3 separate regions of the Mus musculus genome follow, and regions 1 and 3 are each linked to region 2. A link is a contact called in public promoter capture Hi-C data. All regions are on one chromosome and are shown on one strand. The core of a region is the stretch at or near the end of the contact, and the rest is flanking DNA. Distances in the headings are between cores, read along the strand shown.

The links. Promoter capture Hi-C pulls out the DNA fragments that hold promoters and counts their contacts.
Region 1: a contact with region 2 is called in a promoter capture Hi-C map of the SN4741 cell line, with 5 times the contacts expected there. The contact joins the promoter of Taf1c here to the promoter of Klhl36 in region 2. A contact is called at or near these places in 12 of 39 promoter capture datasets (the 3T3-L1 cell line, the C10 cell line, HPC-7-derived erythroid cells and 7 more), 1 of 484 Hi-C or Micro-C datasets (liver) and 3 of 9 other capture datasets (adipose tissue, liver and pancreatic islet).
Region 3: a contact with region 2 is called in a promoter capture Hi-C map of stem cell-derived epiblast-like cells, with 5 times the contacts expected there. The contact joins the promoter of Osgin1 here to the promoter of Klhl36 in region 2. A contact is called at or near these places in 17 of 39 promoter capture datasets (the 3T3-L1 cell line, the C10 cell line, the HPC-7 cell line and 10 more), 1 of 484 Hi-C or Micro-C datasets (cortical neurons), 3 of 115 datasets of contacts at active chromatin or transcription factors (large pre-B cells, memory CD8 T cells and pancreatic cancer cells) and 2 of 9 other capture datasets (embryonic stem cells and liver).

Annotation. Positions count from the first base shown.
Region 1 is chr8:119,603,863-119,608,664 of GRCm38.p6, reverse strand. Taf1c (TATA-box binding protein associated factor, RNA polymerase I, C) reads left to right here and starts at 3,459. Exons shown (of 15, transcript NM_021441.3): 1 at 3,459-3,530; 2 at 4,287-4,425. The coding sequence starts at 4,288.
Region 2 is chr8:119,859,206-119,863,773 of GRCm38.p6, reverse strand. Klhl36 (kelch-like 36) reads right to left here and starts at 1,469. Exons shown (of 5, transcript NM_146219.1): 1 at 1,327-1,469.
Region 3 is chr8:119,434,459-119,439,036 of GRCm38.p6, reverse strand. Osgin1 (oxidative stress induced growth inhibitor 1) reads right to left here and starts at 1,890. Exons shown (of 6, transcript NM_027950.2): 1 at 1,744-1,890.

The sequences.
Region 1 (4,802 bases), core at 2,210-4,709, 260 kb after region 2:
CCCCAATGGAAGGAAGGCTTAGGGTCATCAGGCCCTCATAAAATTATAGCTGCTCCCTCCTTCTCTTACCCCACAGCACACAGCCCTGCCCAGCTTCAGATGGTTTCAGCAGATGCTGGAATGTGTTGCAGACAGAGGGATAACTTAAGAGTGGTAGAACGTGTATCTATTCTCCCATGCTGCAATGGGTTTTTGGGGGTGGTATAGCTGTTTGGAGGATCACCCACCCTTCCATAAGAAACTCCAATGAAGCCGGGCAGTGGTGGCGCACGCCTTTAATCCCAGCACTTGGGAAGCAGAGGTAGGCGGATTTCTGAGTTTGAGGCCAGCCTGGTCTACAGAGTGAGTTCCAGGACAGCCAGAGCTACACAGAGATACCCTGTCTCGAAAAACAACAACAACAACAAATAAATAAATAAATAAATAAAAAAGAAAAAGAAAAAGAAAAAAGAAGAAAGAAAAAAGAAAAAAAGAAAGAAAGAAACTCCAATGAACTCCTCTGTTCACTGAGCCAGATTTGAACAGGATCCTTTCTTTGAGTTTGCACTGCCTCCTTTACTGAGGCGAATAGGTACAAACAGTTGGGGGATGGGACAGGATACCGCGTGAGCAGCACTCAGACACCAGTCATCCACAAAGCCCTTCCTCTCCTCTGTCTCCTATCCTTTCTTAATGAAACTTGCTTTCTTTCAGGGGCCTCAAGCAGTGCATCTTCTGTCTCCTGGCATCCTCCTGTTTGGCACCTGTAGGGCAGCACTCCATGAGAGAAAACACTAAGAAAGGGAAGATGGAAGGAGGCCATCTGACTCCCGGAACTTTCCAAACACAAACTAGCTGGAAACTGACAATCTGCAAATTGATTTTTTTTTTTTTGTATGTAAACCAGGCTGGCCTTGAATTTAGAAATCTGCCTGCCTCTGCCTCCCAAGTGCTGGGATTAAAGGCCTGGGCCACCACTGCCCAGCTTGCAAATTGATTTAAAAACAAAACAAAACAAAACACAAAAAACAGGGCCCAATTTATTCCAATCTTGCCTTCAACTTGCTATGTAGCCAAAAAAACCTTGAACCGCTGGTTCTTCTGTCTCTTCTGCAGAGAGGAGAGCTGGGATTACAGATGTGAGCCACCACTGGCTTGTGTGGTGCTGGGAATGAGACCCAAGGCTTTGTGCATGCTAAGCCAACAGACACTATACCGCTGAGCTCCCTCCCCTGGCTCCTTGCAAACAGATCCTTTGTTAGTTTGTTTTTGTTTAGATACAAGGTTTCCTTGTGTAGCTCTGGCTGTCCCTGAACTCATTCTGTAGACCAGACTAGCCTCAAACTGGAAGATCCAGCTGCCTCTGTTTCCCAAGTATTGGGACTAAAGGCTTGTACCACCACACCCCACACAAATTGATCCTTTAAAGCAGTGTTTCTCATTTATGTGGGCTATGGGTCAGCAGTGTTACCCCAGACCCACTAAATTAGACACTCAGCCCGGCAAACTGTTTTTTATTTTGTTTTTGTTTTTGTGTTTTGAGACAGAGTTTCTCTGTGTAACAGCCCTGGCTGTCCTGGAACTTGCTCTGTAGACCAGGCTGGCCTCAAACTCACAGAGATCTGCCTGTTTCTGTGTCTCTTGAGGGTGGGATTAAAGATGTGTGTTACCACACCCAACTGCTCAGCAAACTGCTTTAACATACCTCTAGGTAGCCCCTGATGTACCTTGATATCAAGATACAGGGATAATGGTGCATTTCTAGCTAGACAGTGGTGCTAAAGCCATAAGCAGGGAATTCCTGTATTACCCAGCAATGGGAAAGAGGTTGACTCAAACACAGCCCTCATCTTACAGAGAAGGCAGCTGACAGTCAGACATGGGGGTACACACCTTTAATCCCATTATCAGGAGGCAGAGACAGGTAGATCTCTGAGTTTGAAACCAACTTGCTTTACAGAGCAAACTCCAGGACAACCAGGGCTACACATAGAGAAACCCTGTCTCAAAAAAAAAAATCAATAAAATAATAATAGTAATAAAGTTATGCATGAGCCAAATAGACACCAACGAGCATGCCCCCATATGATGGCTAGTTTTGGTGGTCAACTGAATATTTGAAATTAACTGGGACCCAAACTGCTGGGCACACTTGTGAGGAAGTTTAAAAAAAATTATTTATTTATTTATTATATGCAAGTACACTGTAGCTGTCTTCAGAGGCACCAGTAGAGGGCATCAAACCCCATTACAGATGGTTGTGAGCCACCATGTGGTTGCTGGAATTTGAACTCAGGACTTTGGGAAGAGCTGTCAGTGCTCTTAACCGCTGAGCCATCTCTCCAGCCCTGTGAGGGATTTTCTTAATCAGATTATTTGAAGGAGGAAGAGCCATCCTAAATCACCTTCTGGTGGCAGCCCAGATAAAAGAAATGGAAAAAGAAACCATGATTTGTGCCTGCTGGACCTCACCCTCACCGGCAAAACCATTTATTTTATGGCATTGCTGAAGTTTTCCTTTCAGTATTCAAATCAATTTCTTTAGGATTCCAACAGAGACTGAAGCTCGGCGGCTCTTTAGGAATGGCCCAGGACTACAGCACCAGATCAGAACTGCTGAGACAACCAGCCTCGTGGACGGAACAGTACCAAATTCTCCTTGCCATTTCTGTCATAAGACAGCTATTATTGAACTACGCAGATCACAGCCTGTAAGCCGGTCTAATAAAATCTCCTCTATTCCATACTCATTCAATCAGTTCTGTTCCTTTAGAGATCCCTTAATAAACTCAGGAACACAGATTTTTCTCCCTGAATAACTTGCTCCACCATGAAGACCGATTTATGAAGTTCTGATAATTACAGGACAAAGGAAAGTCAAACCCAAAGAAGTCGTCAAACACATTGGCGGGAATGTCATGTAGGTAGGTTGCAGTGACGCAGGAGAATCTGTTCCTTGTCTCGATTCTATCTGAAGATATTCTTAGCCTCCAGGCGATGGAAAGCAAGTGGTCAGCAGAGCCACGCGTCCTAAGTTTTACGCGATAGTGTCAGGACCAAGGCAACTTACAGGCAGAGCCCAGGACTCGCTGCATGCGAGCGAGTTTGAACAGATCCCCCAAAACTCGCAGGTGCACACACAAGGAATATTAGCTTGAGAATGACAAGCTAATATTCCCTCCTGGCCCCTGTTAAAGCCACACATGCACCCAGAGGTGTCTATGAAGCGGATTCTAGGACTTGTGGGTAATAAATACAGTGCGTGGCTCATCGGAGGTGCTCACTTGTTCGTTGAGAGGATCAATTCAAGCTTCTCAACACTTTTGTGAAATAGGATGGAAATTTCATAGCTTAGGCGCCACGACCATGCATATTGGCCCTCAGCTCTGCAGGTGGCGCTGGAGGACTCGGTTAGATGATCTGGGGGCGGGACTTCCTGTTTCTCGGGCGAACTTCCGGCCTGATCCGGAAAACAGTTTAGTCTGCTCCAACAGTTGTGGGTGGCGGCGTTGAGGTTCGGCACTCTGGCTCCTTTGCGGCCCCGGGGTCAGGTGAGGCTGTTGCGGGAATGCTGAGAGCACGTGGCAGACCACGTGGCTATAGAGACTGGTCGATTACAGCGCTGAGGCTCGTCCTAGATGCTGGCCACGAGGGAGGGCGGTCCGGGAACACTTGTGGTTACTACACACCGGTTTTCAGTTCAGACTCTAAATTCAGCGCCTTCACGTCTTGTCCAGCGGGTACTAGTGCTCTGCTGGTGCTCTTATTGCGGATGTTAGATTTAATTTTTACTAAAAATGAGGGCTGACTTGACAGTTACTGCTTCTAAAGAGTTCCTGCATTTATTCAGCCCACGGGCATTTTCGGAGAAGCCTGTGTTTGGCAGTGGGGAAGCAGGAATAGTACGCAGCCCATGTCCACAGAGGGGTGGAAGAAAGTCAGCCTGCTACTGTCATGCGCAGCGCGTTGATGAACGCTCAGCCTTCATCGGCATCACTTGGTCCTCCACACTCTCCCCTTTGTATATTCTGTGGTTGCTTATCTCTTTGGCACTTTACCTGCCACGAGGCCTTTTGCGATCACTTTCTCCCCAGCCCCTCTTCCAAGGTGTGAGCAGAGATATCTGTCTGGCTGCCCTCAAGAGAGTGAGCAGTCCTTGGGCAGCCCTGCTGACGCGCTGGCATTAGGCATAGTCTGGTCTTTATCTGCTACCTTGTAGTGGTCTCCCCTACTGTGTTCTGAGAACCCTGGTGCACTGTTGAGACTCCTAATGAAGGCGTGTGTAACGTTAGATACATTCTCTCCAGGATGGACTTCCCTGGCACCCTGCGCCCTTCATTGTTTAAGGCCGGTCCACTTGGCATGACTGATGGCCCTGACCTGTCCTTCATGTGCAGCTGGAGAGATGCACTGACCCTGCCAGGGTCCCAGCCACAGAACTGCAAGGTGAGGATGGAAATAGGGTCCTTTCCTTGGTCTGTTCCTCCTCCTTGCTCACTTATTGGGAAAAGAGGTCTAGGCAGCTGCTACTTGAGCTGCGCACCGGTTGCCCTGCTGTCCAGACAGTGTCTCTCAACAGAGGCTGTGGCTCCTCTTTCCTCGCTCCCTCTCCCTGGGTTCAGCAGGTGTTTATGTGTTGGGGTCCTTACAGGCCCAGGAGCCCAGCATGAGGAAGTCAGGCAACCCCACCTAAGGGACTTCCAGTTATGGTGAGAGACTGTACACCAACGGGCAGACCTTTTATAGTGTGGCCTTGACTTGCCTGAATTAGTGGAATGCCAGGGGCAGGATTTCTGCTCTTGGGAGGTCCATCTCTAGCAGCC
Region 2 (4,568 bases), core at 220-2,719:
TCTCCCATTTAACTCCACGAGACTATCCCCATCCTGTCCTTGATTCACAACTCAAGAGGTCACAACGGTGTGTGTGTGTGTGTGTGTGTGTGTGTGTGTGTAAAACAGCCCAGCCCACACAGCATCCAACAGTCGGAGGATGTTCAGGGCCTCCGGTTCCTCTGCGCCCACAGCTGTACTGTCTGGTCATAGGAGGGAGGAATCCACAAGGAGAAACCTCCCCTGAGGTCTGTGCTCTCACACAAACACGAGCAATACTGCTGTGCTGACCTTTCTGATCAAATCTATAGACCTGACACACGATGTCCCATAGTCTTTTAACTATGAGGCAGGCTTTGGAGGACTTGGAAGTCTAGGCGGACACTGGCAGGGGACACCCAGTTAGGAATAAACCTGTTGGGCTAAATTCAGAGAAATTCTGCTTATCCCTCTATCTTCTGGGGTGGGAGCTAACACCTGCAAGTCCCCTACTTACAACTCCCAAAGCCTCCCTCCTCCCAAAAGCCCCTCTCTTTCTAGAAGGCTGGAAAGTGCAGCCTCTCGCTTGTTTCATTAACAGCCCGTGGAGAAGAGTCTGTCTTTTCCTGTCTCAATTCTTTACCCCCTTTTCCTTATAAAACCAACATGGGCTGGAGCTACAAGACAAATTCCCCCCCCCTCCCAGTTCTGCTGAACCCACACGAAGAATCATTTTGTTTCCTACTGAACAAAGAGTCTCTGCTAAAGATAAGTCAGCTGGTTCTGAGATAAATGGGGAGAGCGAGGGGGCTCCAGTGTTCCCATGGAGGAAGAAGTCCGGACATTCCATCCTGTTCCGCTCTCTCTGGGAAAGAAGACACAACTGAATCTTTTCCAGAAAACTAGTAACTTTGTGACTAAGCTGTATCCAGGCAGGAACTCTCCCAGCTGCTGGGGGCCCAGAGAGAAAGGTACCAATCAGCATCTAATTACTGCATACCCCTGATTCTCCCGGTTCACCTTGGCGGTGTGAGAATGGGCACCACTGTTCCCACAGGGCTAAAATCGCACCGTGGGTGGGCAGGTGGCCGAGGGGCCCACCCAAGGTCACAGACAGGAAAACATAGATACCCTCTCTGCCCATCTACTTAGGGCGGCCAGCCAGGTCTCTAGTTCCTCACTGTCTGGAAGCTTTCTTTTCTAGGCCAAGGAATCTAGAGAGAGTTCTCCAGTGCCAGGCTCGCCTTAGTCTCCCGGACCATGTCTGTGGCGCCTAGCTGCGTGCAAGCAGGTGTGGTGAAGGTGCAGAGCCAGAGCCCCCCCACCCGGGATCCCCGGGAGCCAGCACGGAGCCCAGGCGGCACTCACCGTCCCGCGTCCCGCCCCGAAGGTGCTGAGGCGCCGAGGGAGGCGTGGGCCGCACCTGTGCACCCGCGAGCCCGGATCGCGCCCGCTTGCGAGCCGCTACCAGAGCAGCGCACACTGCGGGGCTACCGGGCCCGCCCGAAGCGCAGCCATCCCTCTGCAAGGAAGTGCGAGCCTACACTGTCAATGGCGGCTGGGGGGCGGGGCCGGCAGGCGGGCGAAAGGCGGGGTCTGCAGGATAAGGGGCGGAGCCTCGCCTGAGGGGCAGGCCTGTGAAGGCGGAGTGCAGCTTCAGAGGCGGGGCCTGAGGAGGCGGGAGGCAGGAGGTGTAGCCTTAGGGGCGGGGTCTGTGGATGGGAAGGAGCTGAGCTGGTCAAGATCTGTAAGAGACACCCAGGGTCCCTTACTATTGATGGTGCCTGGCTGTCCCCTAAGTAGGTCAGGCATGCGCCGCAGAAGCTTGCTGGCGCCCACGTCCCAGGCTCCAGGATATGAGGTGGCTCCGTGGGACAAACCTCAGGGTGGGTCGGGAACTCCGGGAAGGCTGTATCCTCCTCATCTTCCCTTGGCTTCTGCTCACTGATTCTGTCAAGAGGCCTTTGTTGACTACTCTGCTAACAGCCACACCCCCTACACTCTGGCCCGCTTTCTGCTTTCTCCATACCTTTATCCCAGTCTATTATTATTACTTGCCCCCCCCCCCCCAAGCTCAGGAGATTAAACCCAGAGCCTCAACCACCACTCCCCTCAACTTTGACCAAGTCGATTCAAAATATTTTAAATAATTCTTTCCTTTTTCTTCCCTCCCTCTCCTCTGCCTGTCTGTTTCTCTGTCTCTGTCTCACTCTCTCGTTCTCTCACTCTCTAGAGCTTTTGCGGCTCTCTTTTTCTCTGTCTCTTTCTTCTCCACTCGAAGCTGTCCAACAAACGTTACAATCCTTGCTGGGCTTTTATGGCAGGTACATACCCTCTCAGTAAACATCTGTTGATCTTAGATCATTGTTAATTCATCTAATAGTTATCAAACGTCACTCATAGCCTGGAAGAACCTTGAAGAGGTTCCTCTACGTGAAAGAATCTAGACACGAAGGACACTCCCAGCTGCATTTGGTGGCACACAGCTGTCATCTCAGCTCTTGGGAGGCTGAAGCAGGAAGATAAAGAGTTCAAGGCCAGCCTGGGCTTCACAGAGAGACGTCTCAGAAAAGCAAACCACTTGAAAACGAAATGCATAAGTAAAACGTTCAAACAGGAAAGCGGGAGAGCCAAGAAGCATGGTAGAGGATGCCAGGGGTGAGGGGGTTGGGACCGTTAACAAAGGAAAATTAGGGACTTTTGGGGGAAGATGATAAAAAAGTTTTGAAATGAGAATATTGTTAGTTGTATACCATGAGAGTATACATTTATGCCTATTATCTATTAAATTTACCTAGAATTTTTAAGAATTTTAAGGTAGATTAAACAGTTCTACTGTTGCTTCAGCTTATTGTCATAGACAGCCTAACATAAGCTATTTTAATAACGTGTACCTTCATATTAGTACCTGAGGTGTTGGGTTTGGAAAGCCAAACTAGAAGATGCACAGCCCTGAGGTGGGGGGCTGTAGTTAAGCCTTGGACCAACCTGGGAATCCACAGGTGACCTTGACCTGTAAAGCTAGCCTGGCCTCCTCCTGTCTCCCTAGGAACGTGGGGTGAACTGATCCCACTTGCTGCCTTTCCATAGCATTCATTCTGTTTCAGTTACAAAAGCAGTGAATGATGGCAAACCACACTGGATTGCACCTGCAATCCTAGCACTCAGGAGGCAGAGGCAGGCGGATCACCATAAATCTGAGGTAGGGCCTTGCTTTGTGGCCAGGGTTGGCTGGAATTCTTGGTCCTCCTGTCTCAGCCTCCTAAAGTCTGGGATTATATCATCTCTAAACAACAACAACAACAATAACAGCAATACTAATAATAATGCCATTGCTGGTTATGATGTGCGGGTTACAACCCTGCACCTTACTATGCCCTAAACATTGCTTTAAGCTCTGCCCACACAGGAAATCTTTCCATCTCCTTGACCCTGGGAGGAAGCCACTCTTCCGTTCCTGTTTACAGATTCTCGGAAAGTGAGGCCGGGAGAAGGAAAGTCCCTGAGATATCTCACCTCTCAGAAGCTGATCTCTGGGGCTGGAGAGGTGGCTCGGCGATTTAGAGCACTGACTGCTCTTCCAGAGGTCCTGAGTCCCAGCAACCACACAGTGGCTCACAACTATCTGTAATGGGATCTGACGCCCTCTTCTGGTGTGTCTGAAGACATCAACAGTGCACTCATACATAAAATAGAAATAAAACTTAAAAAGAAAAAAAGAAGAAGAAGAAGAAGAAGAAGAAGAAGAAGAAGAAGAAGAAGAAGAAGAAGAAGAAGAAGAAGAAGAAGAAGAAGAAGAGGAAGAAGAAGAAGCAGCAGCAGCTGATCTCTGATGCTAGGCAGTCAACCTCTAGAGCTTGCAGCCTAGCCTGGCCCTTGCTACCAACAGTACATCATAGTGACACATCCTCTTCACAGAAAACAGAGAGGACCAAGGAGGGGGAAACATCAGCTACCAAAAGGGAACAGCTGTGGACATTTGAGGACACATGGCCCACCATGTATGGTGGTGTTCACCTTTAAGCCCAGCACTTTGGGAGGGACAGGCAAGGTTATTGCTGTGAGTTTAAGGCCAGCCTCGTCTATATAGCAAGTTCTAGGACATCCAGGGCTACATAGAGATCCTGTCTCCAAATAAAACCAAAAACCAAGATACACAGCCTAAACCTTTACCTGTAAATCTATGCAAATGAGACCACATGACTCAGGCTCTTTGGTAGCTTCTCCTCTTCTTTTATAGCATGAGGTTTTCTCATTCAGTAAAGTCTCTCCTGTAGCATGATCCTGACGGAAGTGTCTGGTCCGGCAGCCGTGAAGATTACACATTGGGCTTCCCCTCTGGGTGGCTGTGCAGCTGGCGTCCCTCTTATACATCACACGGACATGAGTACTGCTTGCTCTGTCTTGTGTGCCTCCTCCCAAGGAGGGTCTTAGTGGATGCTCCCAACAGGGACACCACACTGTCACCTCAGAGATGCAACATGGAGCTGTGGCATAAAACAGGACAATGCCAGAGCTAAAATTAAAGCCTTGAACCACTCACTACACCTGGTTCCAATCACAGGCATTGAAGTCACTATTTCATTCCGAATTCCCTGGGAATCAGGAAC
Region 3 (4,578 bases), core at 641-3,140, 430 kb after region 2:
CTGGCACAAGTGTCACCTAGAGCTGCTTGCTGGGTACCATACACATGAGGTCACCGCCAAGCCTGACCACCCCCCAGAAGTCACACGCCCCCAAGCTGTTCACCCTCACAACCACCCACAAGTACCTGCTACTAGTTTATAAGGCAAAACGGCTTCTTCCAACCTGCAGTTCCACCCAGGGGCCTCAGTTTGTAGAATTGGGGTAAGCTGCTCATTTTGTTTAAGACAGGGTCTCATGTAGTCCAGGCTGGCTTGAAACTAGAATAAGCCTTGGCAGGCCTTGAACTGCTGACCCTCCTGCCTGCACCTCCCAACCACTCATATTACAAGAGAAAGCTGCCACCACCTCCAGGCTAGAATAACCAGTTTTTAAAAGTACTGGCATATTTCGGAGTCTCTCTGGTTGGGCAATGCTGATAGAAAAAAAAAATAACGTTCTCAAGTTGTTGATTTAAGGGGCCAGGGAGATGGCTCCGTGGGTAAAGTGCTTGCCTAACCGTGAGGAACTGAGTTCAGATTCTCCACACTCCTGTCAAAAGCAGATGTCTGTAATCCTAGGTCTGGAGAGACAAACACAGGAGGGCCCCTGGAGATCACCCGCCAGAGAGCTGAATGACAGGCTCCAGGTTCAGTCCAGGAGAGGGAAGCCTGGAGGGAAGTGGCCCTGCAGGTAACTTGTTGTACAAGGGCAGTGACTTATGGGCAGGCAGCACTCACATAAAGATGGAAGGAGAAAGCTGACCCCTGACCCCTGACTCCTGGCGGGGGGGGGGGGGAGGGGTGGCTGTCTGATTTCTACACGTGTTCTTGTGCTCTCTCTAGCAATAATAATAATAATGATAGTGATAATAGAATGAAAAAGAAGGTGTGGACAGTGACTGAGGAAGACGCTAGCCATCGACCTCTGACCCCACAGGTATGAGCACATAAAAAATGAGTTTCTCAGAAGTGGCGATAGTTGCCCTGGTGTAACACTGCAGACATTTCTAAGGTTATGAAATCGTCATGCCAGGGAGGGCTGGGAACCATATACCATTTGTCTCTAAAAATGCCACCACCACCCCCAAGAGCTGGGGGTTTCTTATCCCCACTTCATGAATGAAACTGAGGTTGGGGAAAATGGAAGGGGAGGGGACATCTCGTCTAGGTCCTAGACAGCCTCGTTTGGGATCCTTTCCCCTCCATTCCCAAATAAAGCAACAGGTAGCAGTGACAGCTGCTAGTGACACAAAGCCCTGGGGCAGGAGGAAGTGTGCAGTCAGCCAAGTGTTACCTGGCCTTAGTCACAGTGAACCCTCGTTCCAAGTGCCTGCTCCACCTGGGCCCAAGGGTGCCTGATGGCCCAACCTCCACGGTCCACCACTTTCTCCACCGCACCTTCCGTAAACCGAGTACCCAGGAACCCTCGGCTGTGCTTGTCTGAGCCTGGTACCTAGGACCCACTGGAGCACCTCGCCAGGCTGGAGACACAGTGGCCATTGGTGCCTCGAAGGAGCAAGGCTACCCATGCTCCTTCCTGCCGGAACAGCTATTTCACGAGTTAGGATTAGGCTGCTAAGCCAGGGGCCGCTGGGGGAGAGTGTCCCAGACACTTAACCATGGCCATCGCTGGAGGTGCAGGGAGGACTCCCAGAGTCCTCCTCAGGACCAGTCAGTGTACACCCCGGCTTTCCTGACCCCCGTCTGCCCACCCTTGCCCCATAGCTATTGTTTCCCACCCACAGCCTTGCCCGGACCACTCACCTGATGGATGGTAGATAGCTGGAGGGAGCTGGTGAGCCTGGGTTGTCTGGACACTCAGAGGAACTTGGTCACACGGTGAGAGACTTTGTCACGGTGCCCTGCTGCAAGAACAGGATGCCCATTAGCCCTGGGGATCCCAGAGGCTGTGCGAGGCCCAAGGCTAGCAGGGGTATTTCACAGCGGGGCAGGGAGGAGGCGGAGGCAGGGGCGGGACCAGGAAAATCACTTTCATAAGCGTGAGTCAGCAGGGGCCCCTGGGTGAATGAACTTGGCCCTGGCCAGTCTTAAAGGGCCCCTGCTGGCCAGTTCCTCCCTTCCCGGGTTCAGTTTGAAGGAGGAACTAGGGAATCTTGAAAGAGACCACTAGGTCTCTTCCTTACCAGTGAGTGGTAGGCTTCTGAGAAATAGCTGGCCAGCTGGCTTCTGAACTCCAGAAAGCTCTGATCTTCCACTCACTTCCCACCCCAGCGTGTGGGGAGAGGGGACACGGGTGTGTGCAGAAAAAACCCTCAGTCACTGGTCAACCCCGACAACTCCCACTCAGCGACTTCCTGGTTGGAGACTCTGAACAAACCTCAGTTTCCCCATCTGAAAAGTGGGGTTGAGTTGGACTCCCTCATGTGTGCGTGCATGCGCATGTGAGTGTGTGTCCGTCCTCCCTGGTCCTTATAGACTTCTCTTCCTGTAGGGGGTCACGCCAGTCTGCTGGCCGGTTCTTGTGGTCCGTGAACGGAAGCTGGGTCCTAGGGAGACATCCCTTACTGCACACTGGGTCTGGAATAGCGCTTTTCCATATGGAGCCTTGGCTCAAGAGAAGGAAGTTGGGCAGTGGTTTAGGTCGGTGCACTCACCTTGGTGGCCATTGTTCCTGTCCTGATCAGCTGTCACTCTACCACCAGGACCAGAACTGGGGAGGGGCGGTGGGGGGGGAGTGTCAGGCTCTCACTCTAAGTACCCAAGAGACTACTCAGCGATTAAGAGCACTGGCTGCTCTTCCAGAGATTCTGAGTTCAATTCTCAGCAACCACATGGTGGCTCACAACCATCTGTAATGGGATTTGATGCCCTCTTCTGGTATGTCTGAAGACAGAACACTCATATATATTACATAAACAATTCTTTAAAAAAAAAAAAGGAACTCATTAAACAAAGTGACACTTTGGTACAATTTTCTAAAGAAAAAAAATTAAGTAAAGAATACAAATTCCAGAAAAAGAAAACTTCAGAGTTGTAAAGAAAGACGGGGTCCTTGGGCCCACCTCGTGGAACATCCTTCGGCTGCAAGAGTCTTGGCTGCTAGCACAGCATTTTGATTTAAAAAATGATATTTTGTTTTTCTTGGATTAAAAGAATGATTATTCAAAATACCGCATATAGGTTTTGGGGAATAGATCAGTAGAACCTGTGCCTAGCATTGCATGAGACCCTAGGTTGAAGGCCAAGTACCATTGTGCACTGATATGTTCAAACCCTGGGCTCGGGGCTGGGAGATGGCTCAGTGGAGAACACTTGCCCAACATGCTCAAAGCCCTGGCTTCAGTCCCCAGGACTGCTAAACACACGGAACCCCTGAGCCCTAGTCTGTGCCAGCAGTCTCAATGGGAGAGTCTGTTCCCCGGGGAGTACCTAGTGCACCATAAACTGGCGGAGGGGCACATCCTGCAGGGGTGGGTGAAGAGGGACGCCATCCTGGGGTGAGTAGTTAGGAGGCAGAGTGGGCAAGGCTGGCTGCTGACCTGGGTTTAAGGGAAAGGTCAGGCACGGCTCAAGGATCTGGTCCTAGAAGCTACTGCTCCCCTGGGGGATCCTGGGCTGCAATTTTTGCTTAGGGCTTTGTGGTCAGAATCTTGGTTTAATGCTCTGGTGTCTCCTTAACATTCTTGGTCATTTCTTTTAAAACAAGGACCATGCATTCTGCATGTCCCTTTTCCACTAGGCTGGGCAGCTTTCCCTAGCCTGAATGGGAGCTGCCTTGGGTTTAGCTCTTCTGCTGAGACACTCCCTTTAGTGCTGAGGTACCCTTAGAGGCTTCGTTTAAGCCCGGGCTCGGTAACAGAAACTTCAGAGATCCCTGCTACAGGCTGCTGCTCTCTGCGGGTGTGTTTTTGAGACCTGGGGTGAGACCCTCTGTGGACATCTATGGTCTTAAAGTGTCCTTCCCACACATCAGGCCTGGAGTGGGGCTCTGAACTCAGGAGGGGAGATCCTGAGCGCTGGAGCGTGGTTGCAGGGCATAGGCGGGTCTGGCTGCACCCTGTCCCCATTGTCACCCATGTATGCTTTCACATCCCACAGTGCTTGGTGGCAACCTACCCATGCTTTTGGATATGTAAACTGAGCCAGAGAGAGCATGAACCCAGGGCCAGCGACTTCTGCTTTGGAGGCTCAGCTGTTCAGGGGGAAACTGGAGGAGGCCAGGGACCAGGCCTGGAAAGCCAGGAAGGAGGGACTGGCCTTTCTCCCGGCTGGTCCCGGCCATGGCCCTGTAGGTGAAGCTGGCTGGCAGGCATTGGTGGACTTTCTCCTCCTTCCGTGTTTACCTGTCCAGCGTTATCAACAGCAGAACCATCAAGATGAAGATAGATAGAGATGCCACAGGAAGCAGGACAAAGGGCACTGTCAGGGATGCAGAGGGGACCCACCTTGCCAGTCCCTGCAGGCTGACAGGGGCTCCTGAGGGGTGGGGTATCTGGATCCCTAACGGTCCTTCCTACTCTAGGAGGCAAGCCAGCTTGGCTTGCCAGCAAATACGCATGGGCTCCTGGGAAACACAAACCACATACTCACCAGAGAGGAGTCTTTAGGATGGGTGCATCTGGGAGGCCCGCTCACACT